Regions from separate parts of the Sus scrofa genome. Here region 1 is linked to region 2. Evidence: chromatin contacts called from public Hi-C data. All regions are on one chromosome and are shown on one strand. The core of a region is the stretch at or near the end of the contact, and the rest is flanking DNA. Distances in the headings are between cores, read along the strand shown. Region 1 has its middle 540 kb from the start of NR2F2. Region 2 has its middle 270 kb from the start of NR2F2.

What was found. Hi-C and Micro-C count contacts between places; a contact is called where the count stands out from the background.
Region 1: a contact with region 2 is called in a Hi-C map of embryonic fibroblasts, with 2.4 times the contacts expected there. The contact joins two enhancer-like sites. A contact is called at or near these places in 2 of 47 Hi-C or Micro-C datasets (embryonic fibroblasts and liver).

What each region holds. Positions count from the first base shown.
Region 1 is chr7:83,632,480-83,637,941 of Sscrofa11.1, reverse strand. No RefSeq gene overlaps it. Among named protein-coding and RNA genes, the nearest start is that of NR2F2, 540 kb to the right of the region's middle. Within about 2 kb of position 3,576, at least 3 of the 83 cell types and tissues checked have an H3K27ac peak or open chromatin away from gene starts, as enhancers often do. A contact at or near this core is called in embryonic fibroblasts, where this site is marked.
Region 2 is chr7:83,358,560-83,364,198 of Sscrofa11.1, reverse strand. No RefSeq gene overlaps it. Among named protein-coding and RNA genes, the nearest start is that of NR2F2, 270 kb to the right of the region's middle. Within about 2 kb of position 3,733, at least 12 of the 83 cell types and tissues checked have an H3K27ac peak or open chromatin away from gene starts, as enhancers often do. A contact at or near this core is called in embryonic fibroblasts, where this site is marked.

The DNA of each region.
Region 1 (5,462 bases), core at 2,327-4,826, 270 kb before region 2:
GCCAAACATAACTTACCCCACACACAAACATATTGATTTAAATGTTTGGAGTATTTAAAAGCTGTCTCCACTTCATTCACATGTGCTGGGGAGAAGGTGGCCCTACACTGCATGAATGTGACACCCATCAACAAATAGGACCTTCTTTTTTCATTTTTGTACCATTTTGTACCATTTGTACCATTTTTTTTTTTTCAGAATTATAGAGATGCATATCTAACTAACTTTTATCAGCCCATAGAACTCCTTTCTGCCTCAATTAATGGAATATGGTTTAAAATGGCTCCTGACAGGGATATATAAAATTACTAAAAATATGATGGGGCAGGAACCATGTAGCAGGTCAGGTCAAGCCATGTAAAGGGCCAGCCCTCTGAGCGGACTGCTCCTTCTGCAGAGAGATTAGGGAAGCTCTTGGTTAAGGGGCAGCAGAGGGCACTCCAGGCCACATCAGGTTAAGTTGTGGTCACTTTATCTCTTGTTGTTGACGCAAAGTCCTGAGGCCATGGCCCAGGGCTTTCCTGTAGAAATGTGTTTACAAGCAGGTCAAGGACTTGTAGACAGATAACCATTAGCAAAACAACTTTTCTATTGACAACAGAGCAAAGAAAGGTGTGTTTGCAGATGAATTATCACTTGCTTCTTAAAGGGGAAAAAAAAAAAAATCAGATCACTAAATCCCAGCTTTCTTACCCCAGGACTGAATTTTCTGAGGAGAGAAAGACAACTGCTTTCTGCTTTTCTCACTGTTCCATTCACACCTTAGGAACTGCAGAGCAATCTGTAATGGCTCGTTTTCAGCTTTCAGTAATGCCCACCAATTATCCACTTGCATTTTATTGAGACAAAGAAATGATTTTATGCCAGAGTTAGGAAAAATATTGGATAAACACTGAAAGAGCAAGAAAGTATTTAAACCTTTTGGACAAGTCTTAGGAGTGCCTTGTTGCTGGGGAAAGAGAATTCTCAAACTGCTGAAATTTCCTGGTTTGAAACTGTGCCATGACCTTTGGGTTGAAGATATTTTGGGTGAAATTCTCAATTTAAAAGGATTCACACAGAGGAAAGGTATGATCCTAAGATGTAGAGGCAAGTGGGGGAAAAGCAGAAGGAAACCAATCAACAAACAAACTAAAAGACTTACAATCCAGTTATCAGAACGCATGTGAATGAAAAGCTTTGCTAATGAATATGTTTAAAGCTTTGAAAACTGTAGCCTATTTCAGCTTGGATTGTGATGTAACTGGTGCATAGAAGCTGGAGAGAAATCCGCTTCTCCTGACATGGCTACTCTTATGCTAAAGAAGGGAACTCACATTTTCACTAAAGGAGAAAAAAATCTGAACTTGGGAGTCTACACATGGGTAAATATGAGCTGTCTCATTAGAAAGATACTTCTCAATTAGTTTTCTTTTCATCCCTCTTGCTTTTGGCTCTCAGCTCTCTTATGCACACCCCCACACACAGAGCCCTGCACTAGCCAAGGGTCAGAAAGGTTCCTGCCGATTTCTCTCCATAGAAGTCCTGACAATGTGGCATGTGCAGTGTCGACAATGACATGCCACTCAAAATCCCTCCCTTCAGATTGTCCCTCCCTTTAAAGGAGACAGCCAATGTGAAAGAAACACTTTTTCCCCCCCGGGGACATCTGACTTGCTTTTATTAACCCAGATACAAAGTGCCACTCAGAGGCCTCGGACAGTCGAATTCTTTATTCCCTTAACTAGCAATTCATTTGACCCTCAAGAACAGTATTAAAGCTCCGTCTTTTTTTATGTATTTCTTATTTATTTTATGCTCCCAGTGCTCCATGAAGCATGCTTATAAAAACATTGTCATGTACCGTAAAGTCTTCATATTAAAAGGACATTTTAAATGGTTTCATCTTAACATGCTTCTGTCACTCAAATTGGAAAACTTTATGCTAGTTCCTTTCCAAGCTGTTAAAGATTAGCTTGATGTAGATAAGGCTATTCCCCAAACTCATTATCTGTCTTCCAAATGCACCTTAAGGACTCCTTAATAAAGTCAAGGTTATGTGAAGAGTATTTTACTGAAAATCGGTGAATGACTATTAACAAATCTGCATTACAGAGGAGTTATTTTGTCTCTGCCTCTCATCTTTACCATGAATGATCCTTCTTTTGTAGTAAGTTTTTAAACAATGAGGCTATTTCTTAGCTTTACATCACCAGCAAATCAGTAACAACTGATCAGAGGCAGCTAGAAAATATCTCCACCAGTTTATAACAGATGTAGGCCATATATTCTATTACATACGTTGCACAAATATCTGTGACCGCAACATCACCCCAAAATTAAAACTTCTCCCCACCCTTACCTCTTCCTTCCTAGTGTTAGCACATAAAATGCACACTCACACACCCCTTTCTTAAATAAAAACATGAATAGTTACCATCTGACCATTATGTTCATTATGTTTTTAGTGCTGGTAGAAGAAAAATTCTGGTCCATACGATTAATGTAACAGGTATCTGTCTGGCTCCTTCAGATCTAAAAGTACAATGGGGTTGCAAACTCAATAGTTTTCTTGTCATCCCTTCCCTCTAAGTAATGGGAACTCTGCCTAGTGTTGTTTCTAGTATTTCATCTTCACTAAATCTGTACCTTTCCTACCCACACACGGCCAAGAGCACATGCTGCTGACCTAAGAATCACCTCTTTATTTTAGAGTCAAGGTTTCTGTCTTCCCTACCTTCTCCTGCTTCCTTCACCAGACTCAAGATCCCAGCATTATGTGAAATACGGCTTTCGAACTTCTGAGAAGCCATCAGGAGGGTCTTCATCAGGTAAGATTCTTTTTCCTAGAGGAATTTTTACAAATTGGCTCTTACAACCGACAAAAACGGTAAGCAAATCTTTTAAGGCTTGCTGAATAATAGAGAAGTGTTTTTGTCAGTTGCTCCTTTCTGACAAACCTGAGCCATGCTCACATCTTTTCGTGGAAAAATTTTTACCAGGGATTTTCCAAGCACTGGCTTTTCAGGAGTGGTTTTCTCCCTTTCTGATGTAAGTCAGATTAAAATACAGTGTATGTGAAGCATCTATATTTATTGATAATGTTGGTTCAGACCAAAATCACCATCTGCAGACATGTAATCATAGTAATTGTGGTGCAGGAGGCCAATGAGATAATAGAACATTTAGAGGGCACTTCATCTTGACCCCCGGAAATTATATTGGACCCATCACCATGTTGCTAAAACTGCACTTTTACCTACTCGAATATGAGTAAATGGAGTTTGTGTTCCCTGGGCCACACCTCTTCCATAGAGAGACTCATCCATTGTTTAGTGCTCTCCTGGTTGCCTGTGCTCCATTCCCAAACTTCTCTAGAGGCCACAATCAGCAACTTTCCTAATGGGAGAAGACGAATCTGGCTGCATATGACAAGGAAAAAGGACAAACGAAAGATTTCTTAAAGTTTTCCCATTCCTTTCCCCGCAATACATTCTGGGATGTTTTGATTCTGTGGTTTTCCCAAAGGAGGCCAGCCCTGCCTTCTGTCTGCCTTCTCTCCTCTTTTCCATCCTGTGTGATTCATAGCTGATGAAGTGAGGGTGGGGAGGCAGAGCCAAGGAGGCCTACGGTGTGAGCAGCACCGCAGTGGTGTCCCTGGCTCTCGTCAATGGCAGTCTCTGCGGCAGGGGTCTTCCAGGGGTGTGGATCAGTACTGCTACTCCAGATGGTCTCCACACAACTGATCCCAGTGCCTGTGGAGGATCTGTCCTAATGGAGAAATTAATAACTCGTGAGGAAAAAGGAAATAGATTTAAGGGACAGAGGTTGCAAATGAACCTATAACCGAAAGCCTTTAAAATATTTTTATGTCCTGTAAAAGAGAATCATAAAAGCAGCACATGAAATAAAGAAAATACCAATGACATTTTATACATTTTAAAATTAGTGATAATGAGTACTGTATATTTTAACTTCCATTTGCCAACTTTTACTTGCTATAAATTTTCGCTATCTTCCTCTGGCTCCTGCATCACTGAGATATGTGGAGATTAACAAGAAAAATATATGCCAAAATGTACTTAAAAACAAAAGCAACTCAAATAGTATGTGTATGATCAATGCTTTCTTGAATTTATGACTCAGGTTTGTTGATTTCTAACTTGAGTCCCAGTAAGGTCCTGAGAGCAACCCTAAACATAAGTTTTTCTTCTTCTGGGTTTCAATTCTTTCCCCATGATTCATTTTTGAACCATCCAACAAGAGGCAGGAAAGTACAATGGTCAAGCTAACACACATTTTAGACCTAGAACTGAATTAAAACCATAGATTCATCATTTGCTAGCCTTTTTTATTTCTATAAAAGTGAATAATAAAAGTAATAAATAAAGGAAAAATGACATATTTTATGCTACTGTTTAACCATGTATGACTCTGTTTTCTGATCCATAAAATTGGACAGTATTACTAACTTCAAAAATTTTGAAATTAAGTTATATTAAAGTATTTAACAAATATCTGTCCCCTCTCACCCATCATAGCCAACAACTAAGGACTTATCTTGCCTAAATATACATATTTGCAAACATATGTACACACATAGCATATATATATGTATGTAGATATAAATACACACAGGCACTATTATATATAACAGTTGCGTGTGTCTACCTATCTATCTATATATGTATCTATATATCTATCTAGTTATGTGTGTGTGTTATATACAGTTAGACCAAAATCCTAGATGTTGCATAAATATATGACTGATTAATGTCACACTTGCTGTATCTTAAGACGGATGGTTTTGGGGACTCCTGTGGCTTCAAGTACCTCCCAGGTACTTGGCATTGGAAAGTTTAAATTACTCTATGACCCGAGCTGTACAAAGCACAACTCACAGCAGTTTTCCTAATAAGCTATTTGGTATCTCCCTTTGATTAAGACATGGTTATTTGTCACAATAAATAAATTATATATATATATATATAAATTCAAAACTCTTGTTTTTTTTTTTACTTTAACCACTCTAGTGAGTATAAAATATCTCATTGTGTTTAAATTTAAGCATGTCTGATGATTATATATACTGAGTATCTTATCATGTATTTATTAGTCATTTACATATCCTCTTTGGTGAAGTGTTTCTGAAAATCCTTTGTCCATTTTCAGTTGGGTTCTTTGTCTCTTTACAGTTGACTTGCAGGAGTTTTATAAAAGTTCTTAAGATAAATTAATGTCAGGTATGCAGTGTATCATATATTTCCAGTCCATAATGGTGCCTTTTGAGGAGCCAAAAATAATTAATTTTGAAAAATTCTATGTTTATTAATTTCATGGTTGATATTTTGTGTATCTAAGAAATCCTTTTTTTTTAATCCCAAGTTTGCGAAATTATTTTATATTTCCTTCTAGCAGCTTTATGATTTTAAGCTCACATTCTGGTCTTAGCTCAAGTTGGTTTTTGTGTATGGAAAAGGGGA
Region 2 (5,639 bases), core at 2,484-4,983:
AGCAAGGCCAGGGATCAAACCTGCAACCTCATGGTACCTTGTTGGATTCATTAACCACTGAGCCACGACAGGAACTCCCATCCTGTATTTTTATTTCAGTTATTGTATTTTGCATCTCTTCTTGTTTAAGTTTTATATCTTGTATCTCTTTGCTCAGTGTTTCCTGTAAGTTATCCATCTTTGCCTCCGGTTTATTTCCAATGTCTTGCATCATCTTCAGTATCAACAATCTAAAGTCTTTTTCCTGGAGGCTAAGAAACTCCTCATTGCTTCGCTGATTTTCTGGGGTTTTTCTTTCTCCTTCATCTGAGTTATAGTTCTCTGTCTTTTCATTTTTATAGGTTTTTGGCATGGTGACCTTTTTACAGATAATAGGGTTGTAACCTCTCTTACTTCTGGTGTCTGCCTCCCTTGTGGCTGAAGTCTGTATGGGGGCTTGCTGTAGGCTTCCTGATGGGAGGGGCTGATGCCTGCCCACTGGTAGGTGGAGCTGATTCTAATCCCGCTGGTGGGTGGGGCTTAGTCTCTGGATGGGATTAGAGGCAGCTGTGTGCCTGAAGCGTCTTTAGGTAGCCTGTTTACTGAGGGGCGGGGCTGTGATCCTACCTGGATTGTTGTTTGCCCTGGGGCTTCTCAGGCTGACTGACAGGTAGAGCCAGATTTTCCCAAAATGGCCACCTCCAGAGAAAGGCAGCTGCTGAATATTCCTGAGAATTTTGCCTTCAATGTCCCTCCCTCACAACAAGCCACGTTCACCCCTGTTTTCCCAGGATGTCCTCCAAGAACTGCAGTCAGGTTTGACCTCGGCTCCTGTGGAGACCTCACTCTGCCCTGGGACCCAGTGCACGTGAAAGTCCGTGTGCACCTTTTAAGAATGGGGTCTCCGTTTCCCCCAGTCCTGTGGAGCTACTGTGCACAAGCCCCACTGGCCTTCAATGCCAGATGCTCAGGGGCTCTTTCTCCCAGTGCCAGATCCCCACATGTGAGGGTTTGATGTGGGGCTCGAACTCTCACTCCTGTAGGTGAGTCTCTGTGAACCAGTTAGTTTTCAGTCTGTGGAGCTTCCCACCCAGGAGGTATGGGGTTGTTTATATCACGAAATCACCCCTCCTACCTCTTGATGTGGCCTTCTCTTTTTCTTCTGGATTAGGGTATCTTCTTTAAGGTTTCTGGTCCATTTGGGTGGAGATTGCTCAGCTTTTAGTTGTGAATTTTGTTGTTTTTAGGAGAGAAGTTGAGCTCCAGCCCTTCTATTCCTCCATCTTAATCCTCCGGCATCCTGTATTTTTAAATTAAACATTCAAATGAGGTCAGAATATGTGTGTGTGTGTGTGTGTGTGTGTTAAAAATAACATTTTAATGGGAAGTTTCAGGGGCAAAGACTGTGCATCTGATGTCACCCAGTATCCGGAAGGCAAATAAATGCAGTTGGGGCAGGGACAGCAATGTTGTCATCTTCTTTGTGAGCTCAGCTCTTGAACCCAGTATGGTAAATTAGCACATTAGATAATAGAGATGTGATGCTTCTATTATTTACTTTTACTGGTATGTAACATTATCTTAGTTTCAGGTGTACAACATAATGTTTCCATATTTGTGTATATTGTGACTTGATCACATTAATATCCAACAACACACATAGTTACAAATACTTTTTTTTTCTTGTGAGTAAATTTTTCTTAGCAACGTTCAGAAGTACAATATAGTATTATTACCTATGGTCATTGTGCTGTACATTACATTACCAGGACTTACCATTCAATTTTTTTTTTTTTTTTTTTTTTGTCTTTTTGCCTTTTCTAGGGCCGCTCCCATGGCATATGGAGGTTCCCAGGCTAGGGGTCCAATCGGAGCTGTAGCCGCCAGCCTACGCCAGAGCCACAGCAATGCAGGATCTGAGCCGCGTCTGCGACCTACACCACAGCTCACGGCAATGATGGATCCTTAACCCACTGAGCAAGGCCAGGGATCAAACCTACAACCTCATTGTTCCTAGTCAGATTCGTTAACCACTGTGCCACGAAGGGAACTCCATTCAATTTTTTTAATGAGGACCTAGAGTTATTTATTCCAAAGGAGCAGCCAAAAAAAATAGAAAGACCTTGATCCCATTCTGATCATTTAATGCTTGCTCTGAAAACCTTGGGAAATAGCTGGTTTACTCCATTCCTTACCTAATTTTTCAGGAAAATAGGCATTGTGAGTGTAAGTATATAAGAATCCTATCAATGGCCATAAAGTAGGAGCAAATCTTTCACAAACCGCATGAAAACATAAGCATAACCATAATTATGCTTATTCACCCAATAAGTGTTTGTTCAGTGAGTGCCCAGTTTGTGTGAAGTAAGTTCTCAGCTCTGGATATACAGCAAGAGATAAAACAGACACAAACTTTGTCCTCTCAGAGTTTAGATTCTGATAGAGAAAGACAGACAGGATCAATTAAGCAAATAACTGTGTGTTATGTCAGCTGGTGATAGGAAATGGTGAGGAGAAAAGTAAGTCGGGGACCAGTGGGGGACCCTAAAAATGAAGGTTTTTCCATTTGGGCAGAGACTTGGGTGGAATGTGTCCAGGCCATGGGAACATCCAGGAAAAAAAAACTTTCTGGACGAAGGAAACAAGGAACAGAGGCAAAGAATTCCCACCCATCCACTCACTCGTCCAGGTAGGAGTGTGCAAACATAGCTGAGTAACAGAGAAGTAGTATGATTAAAGAAGAGTGAGCAATGCAGGAGAGCTGGGGGCAGTAAGAAGAAATGAAATGGAAACCAGGAAAAAGATTATGAAGATATTGAAAAGATTTACTTTGTAAAAATCTGCTGTCCTAATGAGATGAGCAGCCATAGGAAGGTTTTAAAAGAGTGACTGGATTCTAGAGCAAACCTTAGGAGAGAGTTGCAGACGGAGTATGAAATGATGGTGGTGATGGTGACTTGGACCAGAATTACAGGAAACACCTCCAGAAGACCTGAAGTTTCCTCCATCTCCATGAAATAGTCTTCATAAGAACCAAAGAGCTGTGAAGGGCTAATCAGAAACTGTGGTAGATATTTTGGAATCCGGGGCCATCTGTACGAAATCCCAGCCAAACGAGTTTCCCACTGCCCCACCCAAAGTCAATGACCCCACACAAGACTGGGAAAGTGGGCAAACGGCTTGGTTCCAAATTCCTTGTGTAGGAAGATTAATATTACATGAGTCAATGAATCTTCACTTCTCAAATTTGCCACAAATGAAAGAACTTCCTCTGCCCCCTCAGAACATCTGGATGCTGCCTGGTGGGCCTCAAATCCAAGTGGAAACATCTGGGTACCGGCCAAGAGGTAGAACTGGGTGGCATCTAAATATGATTTTGCAAAGTTGCTTGAGTAAAAGCATTTACCCTGGTAATGTTTAAAAATTTACCCTGGTATTACATAAATTTACAGTATATTTAGATGTTCTTGTTTATTTTTTTCTGACTCCTTCACTCATGCTGACTGCTCACATCATGGGAAAGAGTCCTGGCTTGATAATGCAGAAATGTAGCTGTGTGACCAAGCAGACTTTTCTCAGTTGATCTACTAACTACTGAACATGTAGCTTTTTTTGTTCTTTCCGCCTCAAGTAGTTAGGTCCCCCTCTGCAACTCTGAAAATCTGGAATTCATGGGTAATTTTGGCCCTGGCCAATCTGAACTCCCACTCTGCATGCTTTTTGTATGACTGTCTTTCACTGAGGAGGTTCAAGCGAAAAATAGAAGCAGTGTGTGTGAGAGGGAGAAATGTGTGCATTAGTCATTGTATTCAGTGCGTACTACATTGTCATCACTGTCAAACATAATAAAAGTGTAGCTAAAACACTTAACCACATATTGATCTGCTTCTCCATCTCCTGTAGGGAACTTAGAGTAACAGAGCCCCCTCCTTATCCCCCTTCCCACTCCGAGCTTTAATGCAGAGGAGAGTGAGCTTCCTGTAACTGTTTGTTTTGGAAACAGCTGGGGAAGCATCTGACCTCAAACTTCCCCATTGTTCAGCTATTGCCATATAATCCCTAGTATGAATCAAAATATGTTATAGTAAATGTTAAGCTGAACTTCAGTGGAGGCTGGTTTGTGATTAGAGGAGGAGGAGGAGGAGGATGAAAGTTACGACTTTTGATAATCAGTACTCTTTTTTTCAAACCATATACTTTCAGGTTTACTGCTAGCAGTTGCAATGAGAACCACCATATATTAAATGCTGACTCCATTACAAAGAACTATACTAAGGGTTTTATATGTGTATGTATATATATATATACATATATATATATACACACACACATATATACATATACACACACACACACATATATCTGTTTAAATTCCTGTCACATACCTCTGAGGTACATGGTATTACATGTATTTTACAGATAAGGAAGCAACAGCATAGATGAGAAAGAAAGAGAGGGAGACTTGCTTCTAGTCACTCAAAGGGAAACAGACAGGGCCAGGGTGTGAATCCATGGCTGACTGATTCTGAAACCTATGTATTCAACCACTTTGCTAGGTGGCAAGTTCATATATAGAATTGGGAAGACAGCTTCCTGCTGTGCAAATGTGTATGCTAGACAGCAGAGCTGGAGAACCTGCACCCGACCCCTAAATCAAATGCAGAGACTAGAATTCAAACTCTCAAGCTCTCTAGCATCTCCCAAGATGCCACCTGCATGAGACACACCTGAATGAGAAGTTAGTTAAGGCTCTTTGGGGAGCTTTCAATATTCTTGAAATGGATAACAACATACGCCTCAAGATTAGGGTTGCAGAGTTGAGTTCCTGAGGTTGAGCTGGCATCCATCAGTGTGGGCAGTAGCTGTGGCTGCAAAAAAAATTCTGAGAGTTTTCTGCTTATCCAGAAGCAATGACAACTGTCTTCTCATGCTTCAGTTTTGTGGCCTGAGGTGGGATATATTTCCGGAAACAGCCTCAACTCTGTTTCTCTGCACCACCCGCCACCTCTACCCAATGATTCTGTGAGCTACTAATTTCCTTCATTAAATCCATTTTCTGCTTAAACTAGCAAGAGTGGATTCTGTTGTTTGCAACTTTAACCCTGAACAAAGAGGAAAGATAGAGCGAATTCACATACTTCTCCTCTCTTTACCCCTGTTTCTCTGGTGAACTGTCATTTGATGCCAAGACCACAACCACCACCATTACCACTCCCATCCCCATAGGAACTGCCTAACTCCCTACAGAAGGGGCAAGGTTCCCTGTGGCAAATACACCTAATATCTACCAGAATGGCTTGGGATCAGAAGGCAGAAGTTTGCAGTTCTGAAGAGCTTCTCTATTTGGACCAAAAAAAGGAAAGAAAGCTTCAACTTTCCCAATGGAAGCCCCATCCACAATGAATATGGATATGTTCTATTATCAGTAGATTTGAAAACATGGTTCTTTGCAGTAAGTCCCAAATCCCTGGGAGTGAAAAATGGCAAAATTATACACAAGGGCTTTCCACTTCCCTAGAACTGTGTTTATTTCTCTGTGCTGATAACACACTTTTACATAAATTCAGGCTCCACTTCATTTCATTAAAGCAAAATCTGTTCAACACCGTCCATAGCTAAATAAAAGTTTTCCACCAAAATATGACTTGTCCAAGAGCAGG